2 separate regions of the Danio rerio genome follow, and region 1 is linked to region 2. A link is a contact called in public Micro-C data. All regions are on one chromosome and are shown on one strand. Each heading gives the region's core, a stretch centred on a gene start, on an enhancer-like site or on the middle of the called end of the contact. The rest is flanking DNA. Distances are from core to core; before and after follow the strand shown.

Region 1 (7,830 bases), core at 1,745-4,244, 130 kb before region 2:
AAGCCTTTCTTATAGGCTCTAGGAATTTTAAACTTGCATCCTGATAGTAACACTTCAAAAACTGAGTGAAGGGGATGTGTATTATCTTTCAAATCGCATATTCTGTTTTTTCAGAAGTCAAATTGAATCTGCAGCGAATGTTGTTTGTGATCAGTTAATTTATTTGCCTGATCGATAATTTGTGCGTTATAAAATAAATGTTGCGTTAACAAACCATGAAACAATATTATATGTGGGAACACTCAATATTAATGATCTATATGCCACGTTTAAAGTCTGTGTACTAACATTAAAACTTCTCAACTTGCTGAGGAAACTGAGGCGCTGATGGAATACCTATTGAATTTTTCCATGCTAACTGTACAAAACTATTGTCTAGAATTACTTAAACACATAACCCAATTGTTTTTAGATTTGTATTTATGAGTAAAATATAATCTGTGATTTGAGCCAACATAAAGTAAAAACACAACTTATCTATTTTCTAAATGCATATTACAGAGGAAAGATATCCAAACTTGGGCCAGCGGGACAAATTTGGTGTATGGTAACCTTTGATTTAGGCCGCCAATCAATACAAAAAAAATTGATGGACAACTGAGGGCCTAATCGCACTATGCTATCCGAACACTTGGCCGGCACTGGCCCAGTTGGAAGAGGTGGGCCTGAGCATGGTTAACTTGGGCTTTGGCGCGGTACGTTTGTGAGTGCAAAATGCGCCAAAGCCCAAAACTGAAAGCAAGACGTGACTTTAAGGGACTGTTTCATGGATTTTTTAATCAATCTTACTGTTCAATGAACACAAACTGCCATAGTTTATTAAATACACAGACACCTCAATGCACGACAGCTGAGCACCTTCAGCACACCTCCTCATTCCTGCAGCACGAGGACTTCATGACTGTTGGCAGATCTGTTCGGCGAAATATCTGACTGCGTGTCACCGCATCCCTAAGGAGAGTTTGGCGAAATATTTGACTGCATAACACTGCATATCATACTACTTAAACAATATAACTAGAGAAATCTCCACTGTGCTGAGCGAGAGCGCTCACTGAACAGCGCAGCAGCAATGATGTAAGCGTGCCCAGGCCCGGATGTATGTGAGTGCGGGCCGTCGGGGGAGACGAGAGGGGGGACAAGCGTGCTTTGGCCCGGTTCGAGGCAACTGTACATAGTGTGAGTACGGCCTGATGCAGAAGGTTGGGACGAATCCCTCAAACAGAGAAACCATTTGTTTGTCTGTTTAATTGCTGAGCTGCAAAGAGTGTGTTTACATGTTAAACGAATAAAATAGAAGCTTGTCCTTACTGATTCTGGAAAGCTCCACATATACAGATGTCAGTCTGGTCAAAACTATTCAGTTAATAGAGACTTGTGAAGATGGTTAATCATCACTTGTGTAAACCAATAAAATACATGACTAGGCCAACCATCTGAAAGAGTAATCTCACAATACAATATTAAATATAATGCTTATATTATACGTATATTTATATAAGATTTTCTCCCTATATAAGTTAGTACAAACGACTAAATTAAATAGTATGACATGAAGTGACTTAATGTAAATGAATGGCTGCACATTAGCAGGTTAGCAAGAAAACCACTCGTCATGACCAAAACCATAATAAAAATAGAGAATGATGCATGTAAAACGCAAACTAGAATGCCTAATTGTGATGTGCACATTACACATACTACTGCACGTCAGGCAGAGAGACGTTAGCGTTCAAGGCAAGCTAGCTGACGCCCCCTGAGCACGCATGCGTAGAAGCGTGCGGGGAAAAGCAGCAATGTGTGCTTGACAGCCTGTCCACTCTCATTCACCTCCATTAGTGACTAAGACTGATGCTGGAAATAAACGCGCCAAACCCTCCTGTTTAGGAGACAAGCACCATAGGTTTCTAAATAGGGCTAGATTTAATAATTTTGCAGACATTTCTGGATTTACATGCCTTATTTCCACAGCTGTTTAATATCATTGTATGTTCGTTAATGAATCAGGCAAACGATTCGTGGACCCGGTCGACTGAGTCAAGTTGAGCATCTTTTATGTAAACGAATCATTCTAGTTCACCTCAGTGCACAATCTCGTTGTCTTTCCAACAAAATAATATGTCAAACAGTAAGTTTAATGTATTGCATGTGTTAATGTGGGAAGCTTTAGGGACTCGCAAACATGATAGACGACTATGTGACATTAAAATGACAATTACACTAATATAAGAGCAAGTGGCATACGTACTATGAAATATAAATAATACTTATACACACTCTGCTACCACCAATGACAACAGAATCTACAGAAACGACAAGGGAGTTGATTCAAAAGATTCGACTCATTTGAATGAATCAAAAACCCCGCAGCAAAAATAATGTCAATTCCATGTGGTCTCTGTGAGCGTTAAAACCGCACAATTTATACACACGAGCTAAACCGACCAGCAATCAAACAATCTATAAAACATCTAAGTTAGGAAATATTCATTACAGCATTCTTGTCAGACATTTTCGAGTGTTTTCTGAACATGAGGACCCAGTAGAACTACACAAAAGCTCTTACACGACGTCTAAAACACAACATTGCTGAAAAACATCAAAGTAAATCTACATTTCCTATCGCCCGAGTCCAAATGTGTGCTAATATTTGCAGGCCATCAACTAAAAGCCATAGTTATAAACGTGGCAACCAATCGCAGATCCAAAAGAGCACCACCTGACTCGACATGCGCGAAACACGGAAGCGAATGCCTGGTGGACTCACTTCACCCCGCAGCAAACCTCTTTGACAAACCAGGCCTCTAACAGTTGTGAATCCCGACGATTCAATGACAAGCCGCGACGACAAAAGGATACTCAACGTCAGCATCTTGGACGGGTAGTCGAAAGCGACGACCTCTCCTTGCAAGCGCTGCCCCAGGCAGGTGAGGCAGGAGACGTGGCTCCCGACGCTGAAATACTCTCCTGGTCCAGGAGCCGCCATCTTCTCCGCCAGGAAACGGAGCAGTCGCTGCACGTAAACACGCGCAGCCGCGTCAGCACGGGATGGGAGCGCGAGTGGGTGGGCGTGGCGTGTGAATGAATGAAGTGACGCAAAAAAAACCCGCCGCAAGCGAGGTCACGCCCACTTTACTATGGAGTAGTGGATCGTGAATATATTTACTACAGCACTCATTCATCCGCGCCTCCTGCTTTATTCGGACGAGTATTTTGAAATGATATGGGAGACAGCGGTTATCTTCTGGCACCTGAATGAGGTGTTTTTTTCTCTTTCAGAAAAAGTCTGTTTAAAATGACTGAAATTTGAAACAGTGGGGAAAACCTGCTATCATAGCCATTTGTTATGCCTTTTTGTCTAAATCAGAAAAATATTTATTTGCATCACTTACAGTAAAATACAGTAATTATTTGCTGTTTATATTATGTATTTAGAATAAAATATTATTGTCATATTTTTATAAAAAAAATATTTGAACAAAAAATGTCAAATAATAGCGATAATAGTTTTTATTTAAAAAGTTTAGATATTTTTAAAACACTTGTTCATTTATTTTATTTATTTTCTTTGAGATTATATATATATATATATATATATATATATATATATATATATATATATATATATATATATATATATATATAGCCTTTAGGTTTGCTATTTTGTTTTAACATTTAGTGTTATGCAGAAAAAAACGTGCCACATGCATCATTAAATACATTAAAAGGTTATCTCAAACATTTTTATATGAAAAAAAAAAAAAAAAAAAAATATATATATATATATATATATATATATATATATATATATATATAGTTGAAATCATACTTATTAGCCCCCTTAGAGTTTTTTTTTTTTTTTTTTAATATTTCCCACATGATGTTTAACAGAGCAAGGAAATTTTCACAGAATGTCTGATAATATATTTTTTTTCTGGAGAAAGTCTTATTTGTTTTATTTTGGCTAGAATAAAAGCAGTTTTTAATCTTTTAAAAAACATGTTAAGGTGAAAATTATTAGCCCCTTTAAGCTATATTTTTTTGATATTCTACAGAACAAATCATCATTATACAACAACTTGCCTAATTACCCTAACCTGCCTAGCTAACCTAATTAACATAAGCAAACATTTAAATGTCATTTTGAGCTGTATAGAAGAGTCTTGAAAAATGTCTAGTCAAATATTATTTGCTGTCATCATGGCAAAGATAAAATTAATCAGTTATTAGAGATGAGTTATTAAAACTATAATCATTAGAAATGTGTTGAAAAACTCTCTCTGTTAAACAGAAATTGGGGAACAAAATAAAAAGGGGGCTAATAATTCAGTGGGTTTAATAATTCTGACTTCAACTGCAATGAGAATTAAATAATTATTAACTATATTTATTATAAAATACTTATAATATCTCTATTTCTCTTATTTCAATCCAAAATAAATATAGCTATAAATACATGTATAATTAAACTGCATTAATAAAAGTAACAATTTAGTATTGACCATTAATCATTCATTTAAACGGCCATTCAAATATAGAAAAATCTGTAAAGACGCCATAAACACGAGCTGAAGTAAATGAGCTTCAGTAAAACAGCTGTCACAAATAAATAAACTCAGAAATTGAAGGTGATATGCAGAAAATATATAACTGGACAGGACGGATACATCTGCATCACCATCGGCCATATACAGAGCATTAAACAGTTCATCATTACTACAAAGAAGTGACGAACAGCAGGAGTCAAAGGGACAGCAATTTTTAATGATTAATAGTCACAGTAATAGATTGCTCAAATAGCGTGTATTGCACATGTGTACACATATATGCACCCTATATACACGTGTGTAGCAGTTAGTATACACACCTTTGTATTGTCGCAACATGAAAGCGTCGAAAGAACACAATAAATCAGGGAATGTGCTTTGATAATTTCAGAGAACTTCTGCATATCAATATGACCAGAAGAGAGACGAGAAAGAGAGAGAGGAAAAGAAGGAGCTTAAAAATCGAAAGGTTAAAAGAGCTCACGAATTGAAACACCCAATCACAACAGAGTGATGTAAGAACAGCAAAGAAATGAAGGGACGGTGAAGGAGACACAACCGCTCTTTCCAAAAAGAAAAAAAAAAAGTCAAAAAATATACAAGCACTCTTTGAACCTCGACGATCATAGGTCACTACATATACACAACATATGAGTTATCAATAAATATACATATTTACCCAATAGCAAAAAATGTGGCAGAGACGGTAAAGCTATCTTCCATGGCGAATGTCTTTTACACGTACAGAGGTTTTCTCAAAGTCCATCGTAAGGCCCTGTTCACGCTCACGTCGTTGTTTTTTCTCTTTTTCTTAGTGTAAAGGTCATTGAGAAAGAGACTGCAGTGGAAAACGTCAATGAACAGCCTCCCTCAGTGCCTTGTTTAAAGCGACAATTCACCCCAAAATAAATCATGCTGTAAATAACGATCGATTTCCTGCACAGACCAATCATTTCACTTTATTAAAGCTCAATGTTTCATCAAGAGCCACTGGAATTAAACGGGTAGTTCACACGAAAATCTAAATTGCCTCATTGTTTATTCTCCCTCATGTGGTTTTAAACCATTATGAGCATTTTATTCTGTTAAACACAAAAGTAGATATTTTGAAGAATGTTGGCACAATTGCAGTCCCATCAGGATTTTGCAAAAAAAAAAAAAAAAAAATCAGATTTTGTGTCGAGTTTTTGCTAATTTGTGGCATTTTTCTGGCATTTATTTTATTGTTTAGTTTAGAAAATTTCTTGACCATAAAAACCATTGATCTGTAATTCATGCAAAGGAAACACAGAGAGAAACAAAGTCTAGAGCAGGGGTGCTCAAACTTTTTTTTAATGAAGGGCCAAAATCCAAATCTGATTTATGGTGGTGGACCGAAGGTAAATATAGCAAACTGTATGACATGGTAATTTCCTATTTTAATTATATATAAAAAAATAATAAAAAACAATTCACAATACTTATATTAAAAATTATATAAACATTTTTTTTTTACATTTTATAATGTACTTCCAACATTAAAACCATAAGCAATCCCATTTATAACTAGGGATATCCAGATCCAAACACATGGTCGGAAATTGGGCCACTCGATTGGACCACTCGATTGGAATTGGATGTTTCCTCCCAAACAGGACTCGAATATATGTGTATATGTATAAACACCTATAGTTATGGGGTGGCACTAAGTGAGACCTCTTTCTTGACTTCACATAGAAACAGCAACGTGTGCAGCTTGACATCTCTTTGTTGCAGAGACGCTATTGGTTAAATGTTGGCAAAGTAGAACACGGAAGCAGCTTGAAGCAGATAAAGTTGATGATGACAACATTGCCATAGCAAACTGTGAGACATGTAAACTTAAGATTGCCTGCCGGGTATTTTAGATTGAGGTGCTATTTTTTTTATATTAGATTTATTTTTTATATTTACTGTTGCACTAAAGTCCAAAAGTGAAAAACTGATGTTATTTATTACTTGATTGTTTAAGCTACCTTACAGAAGTGCTCTGTTTGTTAAAGGAGTTGTTGCATGTTAGAATAAGATGAATTAAATAATAAAAAAACAAACATCCTGGATCTGTTTCTTCGCTCTATTCTTTTTTTATATATTATTATAAGTGTCAGATCAGGTTTCGGTATCGGTAGATACTCGAGATCAACCTGATCGGAACATCCCTATTTATAACACAATGGAGTGCAATGCTGAATATTCTAGTCAAGTTGCACCTGCCTTTGTCTTCATTTGCTCGTCGATGTCTTGTGCATTGTCTTTTATGGTCGAGTAACAGTGTTTACATTTTTAAAAATCGGATTAATTCACAACATTTAATTTCAAGTTTTTTTTGTAGCTCAACAATTAAACAAAAGGGTATGTTAAAATAGAAGTTGACGAGCTCTGTTGTAGCATTCGCCCCAACCTTACTATCACCCTCCACAATCCAAATATTCTCAGATGGGGTGGCGAGACAAATCGAAGGTTATCATGGGTCAACTTTGGGCATCTCTGGTCTAGAGACACTACAGTTTACCACTAAACCCTGCTGTATCATATTTCAAAATAAAACCACTTGAATTTGAAATAAAATAAATGGCAAGTCATCCATGTTGTTTGACGGCTATTTGAACATATTGCAGGAAATGATGCCACTCGGACAGTGTGTGTGAAAGAGAGAGAGAGAGAGAGAGAGAGAGAGAGAGAGAGAGAGAGAGAAGGACATGCTTATGATAACAGATGCATATTTACAATATATAGAAGTTTAGCGACTGATACAACTGAATGGCATGGTGGAAAATTGTCCTGATCGTCTAAAATATGCAGGAAATCTCTGGGGAAAAAAATTTAAATTGTGAGCTCCACAAAAGTTTTGGGACATTTGCTTGATTTTGCACTGAATTCAGCATTGTGGTATTGCAAAGTCCTGAAGGATCTGCCACAGTGTAGGCAAAAAATAAAATAGAAGTCAATGAGTGCAACAACTAGCATTCTTCAAAATATCTTCTTTTGTGTTCAACAGAAGAAAGAAACTCTTATAGGTCTGGAACAAGTGAAGGCTGATTAAATTATAACAAATTTCAGTTTTGAGTGAACTATCCCTTTAATTTCTCAATTGGCAATTTACTTTAAATCACCAGTAATTTCAACAACAAAAAAACTTTAATGTTTTACCAAAGAAATAAAGTCACTTACATCTTAAACGGTGCATAAACTTTCCTTTTTGGGTGAACTATCCCTTTAAGAAAGCCAACAGTCATACTGTATTACATCTGTTCGATTATTTCCT
Region 2 (6,863 bases), core at 4,315-6,814:
ACTACATTTTATGTCGTAATAGATCTACTTGAATTTAATTCATAATTCCCTTATTATTGAAAAAGTTTAGCACATCACTTCACCTAAAATGCATTAGTTATTTTTGTTTATTTTGTAGATGACAGACCAACAAAAAATACATTAAAAATAGTTACAAATAATGCCAAACAAAATTCTTTAAAAGAACAACAAGAGCATTTTCCAACAAAATTTTGCTATATGAAGTGCTCAAAGATTGTTTCAATATTTTCTGTTGCTCTTTTGGGCTTTTCATCTATTGTTTTTTTTTGTCTTATCAGGTACAAATGCAAAGTAATTAAAAATTTCACTTCATGAGTCATTCTTTTTAAGAGATTGTTGCAGTTGTTGTAGCTAAATGACGGGACAAAAATGAACCGATTCAGATGTGCGTTCAGACTGAAGCATCAGAAAACATGCAATAGACTACCAAAAAGGACTAAATTTTACATAATTTTGCAACCTTAAAGGGTTATACAGACTATTTAAATAAAATGGTTTATTGTTGCACAAACGTGTGAGCATTTTAGTGCCTTTTCCAAATGTGGCATTATCTATTGTAGATAGTCAATTAATGATGATACTACTATCACGATACTACCATAGTACCTGTAAACCGTGCAACCCTACCTAGAACATACCAACAATCCGAACAGAAGGCTGTCCGTACCTGCAGATTGCAGTACCTGTACTGTCATTCTACAAAGGGAAATCAGAATTAATGCCTGATACATGTAAATCATTAAAAATATAATTTAAATACCATAACATTTAAATACCATTTTCATAGTACTTCTTGTTCACCACAGAGGAATTTGCTTGTGCAAATATACCTGACAATCCATATCGCTTGCAAATATTTAAGAAATATGATTAAATATCAGCCAGCTTATTTGTGTTGTCTCTTGGCGTAGTTTTTGTCACTTAAGTTTTTATTCTCTTGCTCTAATTTGTAACTGAACAGCCAATCGAAGCGCTCTTTTTCACAACAGTGGACACTAATACTACAGTACATGTTGAAGCTGTTTCCCAGAGATGGGTTGTGGCTGAAATGGCATCTGCTGCATAGAAACTTGCTGGATAAGTTGGCGGTTCATTCCGCTGTGGCGACCCCGGATTAATAAAGGGACTAAGCCGACAAGAATGAGATTTTGGAGCACCGCTACGTAAAATATATGCTGGAATAGTTGGCGGTTCATTCCACTGTGGCGACCCATGATCATGGACTAAGCCGACAAGAAAATTAATGAATGAATGAATGTTGAAGCTGGCAAACTCTCTCTGACATGAGCCTGACAAGAGACAACATGTGGAACACACCAAACAAACTAACCTTACAGACATTTACCAACAGTTGACCATTAACTGAAGGTGATTCAGTTTTCAACAATCCGATGAATACGTAAATATGTGCAACACTCTTTCCTCTCAGAGAAATGACAGTGGTGAGAAACTAGCAGCTACAGTATGAAGACTCTGATCATAGAGATGTGGACATTAAACAAGATCTGCAAAATCACACCTACGTGTTATTTTCAGATGCACTCAAAAAATGATATTTGCTGTTTGTTCAAACTAATAATTAAATTGTTTGGCAACAACACAATAATTTCGTTTTTTTTTTTTGGGACAACTTAATTGTTTTACGTTCAATCCACTTAAAATTGTAACATTCTAATTCTAATTCTAAAAAGTTAACTTAAGTCCTTCATGTTGTTTCAACACAAATTGATTGTGTTGAACCCAGCATTTTCAGCAATGTGGGGTAATCAAATTTAAACTGCAATGATAGTTTCCCTATAACATATTTTTTAGACTACATGGAGCTGGCTGCGTGTGTTTTAGTTTGAATTAACACCTTACTTAGTTAGTCACGTTATTGTACACTCAAAAAATAAATCATTGGTGTAATTTCAGTTTGAATTCCATTGCAAATGGAACCCAAGAGCCAAATTCATTTACAACCAATAATGTCAAATCCTTCTACTTGGAATTAACTCATGAATTAAACTTGCCTGGAACAGTCAGGGGTGTTGCTAGACATTAAGCTTTATGCATTTGTGCGTTAAGCATTTGTTTCATGTGTTATGGAACTTTTGGGAAGACATGTAAAAGTTACATACTAATAATTTTCCCAGCAAACACCACAGGGTTTGAATTTTTTCTTGAAAATCAAAGTATTACATTAAAGAAAAATGGGAGAAAGAAAGTGGTACCATCATCTCAAATAAGGATGGGCTAAATATATGTAAATTACAATGAGTTACTTCCGGTTCTTCATATTGGAGAGAATTTTGCTGGAGAAATATTATTAGTTTTTTCCTTACTGCAAAACAGAAAATGTCATTCCATGGGAACTCAAATTGTTGGAGGCACTGCGGATCAGACGCTAATCATTTTCACATATTTTGGGAATGTCCTAATATTAAAAGTTTTTTGAAAGAGATACGTAGTATTTTAGAAAATATCATAAATACTCCAATTGATTTCAGCTTTAAGATACTTTATTTGGGTATGCTGCCAATGGATTTCTTCAAAATAAAAAATACAAATACATGTTTAGAGTCATCCTTGCTTCAAGTAAAAAAGCCATTACTAGATGCTGATATAAACCTAATCCACCACAAATGCAAGATCTGATAGATATTTTGAAAAATATAATCATTATGAAGAAAATTACATATAGTGTACATAACCAAAAAGATAAATTTGTTGACTTGTGGTTTAAATCAAATGAATATATTACACCCATTCAACCTAATGTCTTTTTTCTATAGAGTTTATTTTTATTGTTAATAGCCCCCCCTCCTTTTTTATCCTCTGCATATAGTTTGGATAAGGATGATGTAAAATAAGGCAAAGGGATATGTTGTTCTGTCGCTGTCATGAAGAAATTCATGTTTACTCTTTGATCCCTGAATGGGGAATTTGAACTGGAGAAGCTGGAGAAGTGACAAATGTAAAAACTTAAATATAATTATTTTTAAATCAAAGTATTAAAGTCTACAGGCTTTGAAATCTCACATACTCCTTTAAGTAAATCTATTACAGCAGTTAGATAAAAAAATACTGGGGAAAGTGTTCAGGATGGGGGTGCAAATAATTTATGACAAATCATCTACTAGGGCTGCACGATTCTGGCTAAAATGAGAATTTTAAAATGAAGATTTTTTTGCTTAAACTGAAGATCACGATTTCTCACGATTCTGTAGAAAAAGGTTAATACATGTAGCCTATTATTAATGTTATATCTCAAACATATGGTAAAACAACAATAACAACATTAGGCCAATGGTTAGACCTGCTATTGGTTAAAATGCTACATTTTGTATAGACTTTAAATTTGTCCTGGTTCTTAATGCACAGAAAAGTGATTACATCAGAATACAACTATTCATAACTCGGAATTATTATGTTTAAGCGGTTCATGTCATGGCTGCCATCACTGAGAAAAAAAAAACATACATGCAAATTTTACTTCCTGGATTAAGATTGATGTTTAGGGTTGAATCGAGATCACAATCTTTTTTTGATTAATCAAGCAGCCCTATCCTCAACTATGTTTTCTTAATGTCCACACCTTAGGCTAACATTATATAAAACATAGTCATGTTTAAGTCACAGAGCAGTATAACAGTTAAGGTTAAAAATAGTCCAGTTGATTTTGCATAACAAATCAGTCCTGATCACATAAACCTTTCATACTTTTCGAAAACTACAAAGATGCATCTGTGTATCTACTGCTTTTCCAATGCTAAGTCTTAAGGAACACTTTTTTTCTTCTTTGACAACAGATGGTGGTCCTCACCAGATCCATAAGCAGTGAAAAGGGCGTCATTTCCTGGAAATAACTAATGCCGTCAACTCACTAATAAACGTGACTAAGGAGGATTGTGCTTATATCCTTGAGCATGGTCATATGTGCAATCAGCCGACCCCGCTCACATCCCAAACGGCAAAACACAGCTTTTTAAGCTTCTTTAATGGTTGGCCTAAAACACACATTAAAGCGATAATCTTCAAAATGCACACATAAAAAAAGCATTAAAAGTTATACGCTTAGATTCTCAGAAGCATTACAAATAAAGTGCAACCAAAAGAATAATTGTTGCCGTTCAGCTAACCCAATTAATGTTACATAATTGAACCTGTCCGAGCAACACAAACCTACAATGATGTGCTGCTCACTGTTACACCCATCTGATCTCACACAACAATGCTATCGTGGCATCACCTTCCATTCACACAAATCACGACAAACGAGTCAATCATCTGTCACAGAATGTCAGTGTAGGTGCATGAGCGATACACAAATCTATTCACGGGACTGCTGCAGTCGTGACTTAAAATGATGAGTTAATAAGGAGGGGGGGGGGGGGGGGACTGAGAAATGATTTGATTACATGGAGTCCTCAGTCAACCCACTTGACAAGTAAGGTGAAAAGCTGAAGAAGGGACAGCCTTAATTTGACTTATGTGAATGCAGATATTGTCACATAACCAAATCTTTAACTACTGGAAATGTCATTGTAGGAATAAGAAAACTAAGATATGTACAGTGATATGCAAGATAAAGCAACCTGAATGATTGACTAACAGTCAGGCAGACAGATACTAATGGTATTGAATTAAACAAACTCTTGCACCAAAGTACAGAATGTTCCCTCTCGTGAGAAAAGATTTCAGCTTGCTTTTGTTTAGTCTCAAAATGAATTAATCTCTCACCTATAATCATCCTCAAGATTACATAACCTGTGTTAAAACCGAAACACACACACAATAGGCGTTAATCATGGGATAAAATACTTCAGACGTGCGCTTCAGCCAATTCGTGTTCTGATGTCTGTAAAACGGTATAATAACCTTGCGGTATCGCTGTAGAAATGACAGTGGTGTGTTCGCCCGACATCCAGATTCTTTTATACAGCGTTGCGCAATGAAAGAAGACCACGATGAATATGATATAATCTCCTCTCCTCCAGCTCAGAGGAACATCTTCGGGGCTCTACTGTACAACCTTCAACTGACTGTACTAACCGCTCGGACATGACACAGAAAGACTGATAGTGCTGAAAATATCAAACTCATCCCGTCAGGCGATTCCCACGGGCAAAGAAATGGCGATAGTTTCTTTGCTCGGACTAAATCAGACAAACTCCTGATGTTTGTTTAAGCTCGTTCATGGGTGCGAAAGTGCCAATGTGCAAAAGGTGTAAAGTTGTTTCAACGCACTACAATAACCACCGTCTGTCAACACGACGTGTTTCCCAGCGGGTAGGACCGTCGGCTATCGGTGGTTGTCAAATCCAGGAGGGAAAAGACAGAATATAAACCATCACTATCAGACGATGTAAATCTTTCTTTCTACTTTACCTGATACTTGTTGTTGTTCCGCGCGGCGTCACGGTCTGTCTTAGTTCAGCGGCCGTCTTCCACTTTATCACTTTTGCGAAGCTATTTCCCCCCTCTGTTCATGAAAAGTACATTTTTTCCTGTCTCAACTCTCTTTCCTCCATATTTGCAGCTTCTCCACCAACAACAACATTAATGACGTGCTCTCGACGGTCACGTGACCACGACTGTGGGTTCTAAAAATAGCACGCGACAAGACAGATTACAACCCGCAGAGCGGGTCTCGCGGGTGTCAAAGATGCCGAGGTGAAGACCGTTGTTAATTATGACGATGTTCTCCGAGCGCCTGGGGCAGCTACATAGCATGACCTCAGTTTACCGGCTGTTTTCTATTTTTTCATACGTTTATTTTTGAACAGGAACTAAACTGGTTTTGGGGAGGATGGCTCCCCCTCTCGGTGGATCGTGGAGTAGGCTAGTGCGATGCGTGGGGAGAATGGGGTGGGCGAGAAGAGGATGTGCGTGTGTGTGTGAGAGACATTAGGACACATATGTGTATAATGACATGGGTAATGCACAAGGAGATGGTGAATTATGAGCACATAAATCATACAGAATGAGGGTTTTCCAGAAAGCTAAACTACAGTTTCCTGTGAGGGTTGTTTAAGGATAGGTATGCTGGCCTTTGTATAGCCAGCCTGGTGAAAGGGGTGGTTCTTTTTGCAGTTATACACCTCATTTTCTGTTTAATTATGAGATTTAAATACTGCATATTAGTGATATTTTAAGCACTGTTATTAGCTGAATTACATGTAGCTTGTCGGATGGTCATCATAACTACACTTTTTGATGTACCAAATTTTTTTTTCTAAAGATTTAGAAGAAATACGATGAAAAAAAGACTTATTTTTATAATACAAATTTATTACATCATATATCATTGGGGAAAAAAATAGAAATCTGTTGAAGTTTAAAATTAAAAACTGGCCTACTGTCATTTTAGGCCACAGGTGTCAAACTCAGTTCCAAAAGGGCCGCAGCTCTGCACAGTTTAGTTCCAACCCTAATTAAACACACCTGATCAAACTAGTTGAGTCCTTCAGGCTTGTTTGAAACCTACAGGTAAGTGTGTTGGAGCAGGGTTGGAACTAAACTGTGCAGGGCTTCGGCCCTCCAGGAGTTGAGTTTGACACCCCTGTTTTAGGCAAACAACAAACTGAGCAGGACATTCAACTGTCCTCAGTCACAATTTGTCCATTTCAGTAAAAAATGATTAAAACATATAATAAAACTGATAATAATAATAATAATAATAATAATAATAATGTAGAGCTTCACATTTTTCTTTCCTCTCTTGTAAAAAAGTTAATTTGGATATTCATGGATAACAACAATAGCCAAAATAGTATTTAAATCAATTTTAATATGGGCTACTTTTTGGTGCTTCACACCTTTCTTTGGTAATTTTTTTCCAAGAATAAGGTTTAAGATTT

Evidence for each region. Hi-C and Micro-C count contacts between places; a contact is called where the count stands out from the background.
Region 1: a contact with region 2 is called in a Micro-C map of caudal fin, with 2.4 times the contacts expected there. The contact joins the promoter of lsm12a here to the promoter of hdac5 in region 2. A contact is called at or near these places in 1 of 18 Hi-C or Micro-C datasets (caudal fin) and 1 of 4 datasets of contacts at active chromatin or transcription factors (caudal fin).

Annotation. Positions count from the first base shown.
Region 1 is chr3:21,726,134-21,733,963 of GRCz12tu, reverse strand. lsm12a (LSM12 homolog a) reads right to left here and starts at 2,994. Exons shown (of 5, transcript NM_214817.1): 1 at 2,860-2,994. The coding sequence starts at 2,986.
Region 2 is chr3:21,599,570-21,606,432 of GRCz12tu, reverse strand. It overlaps hdac5 (histone deacetylase 5), which reads right to left and starts at 5,564. Exons shown (of 26, transcript XM_073944357.1): 1 at 5,392-5,564.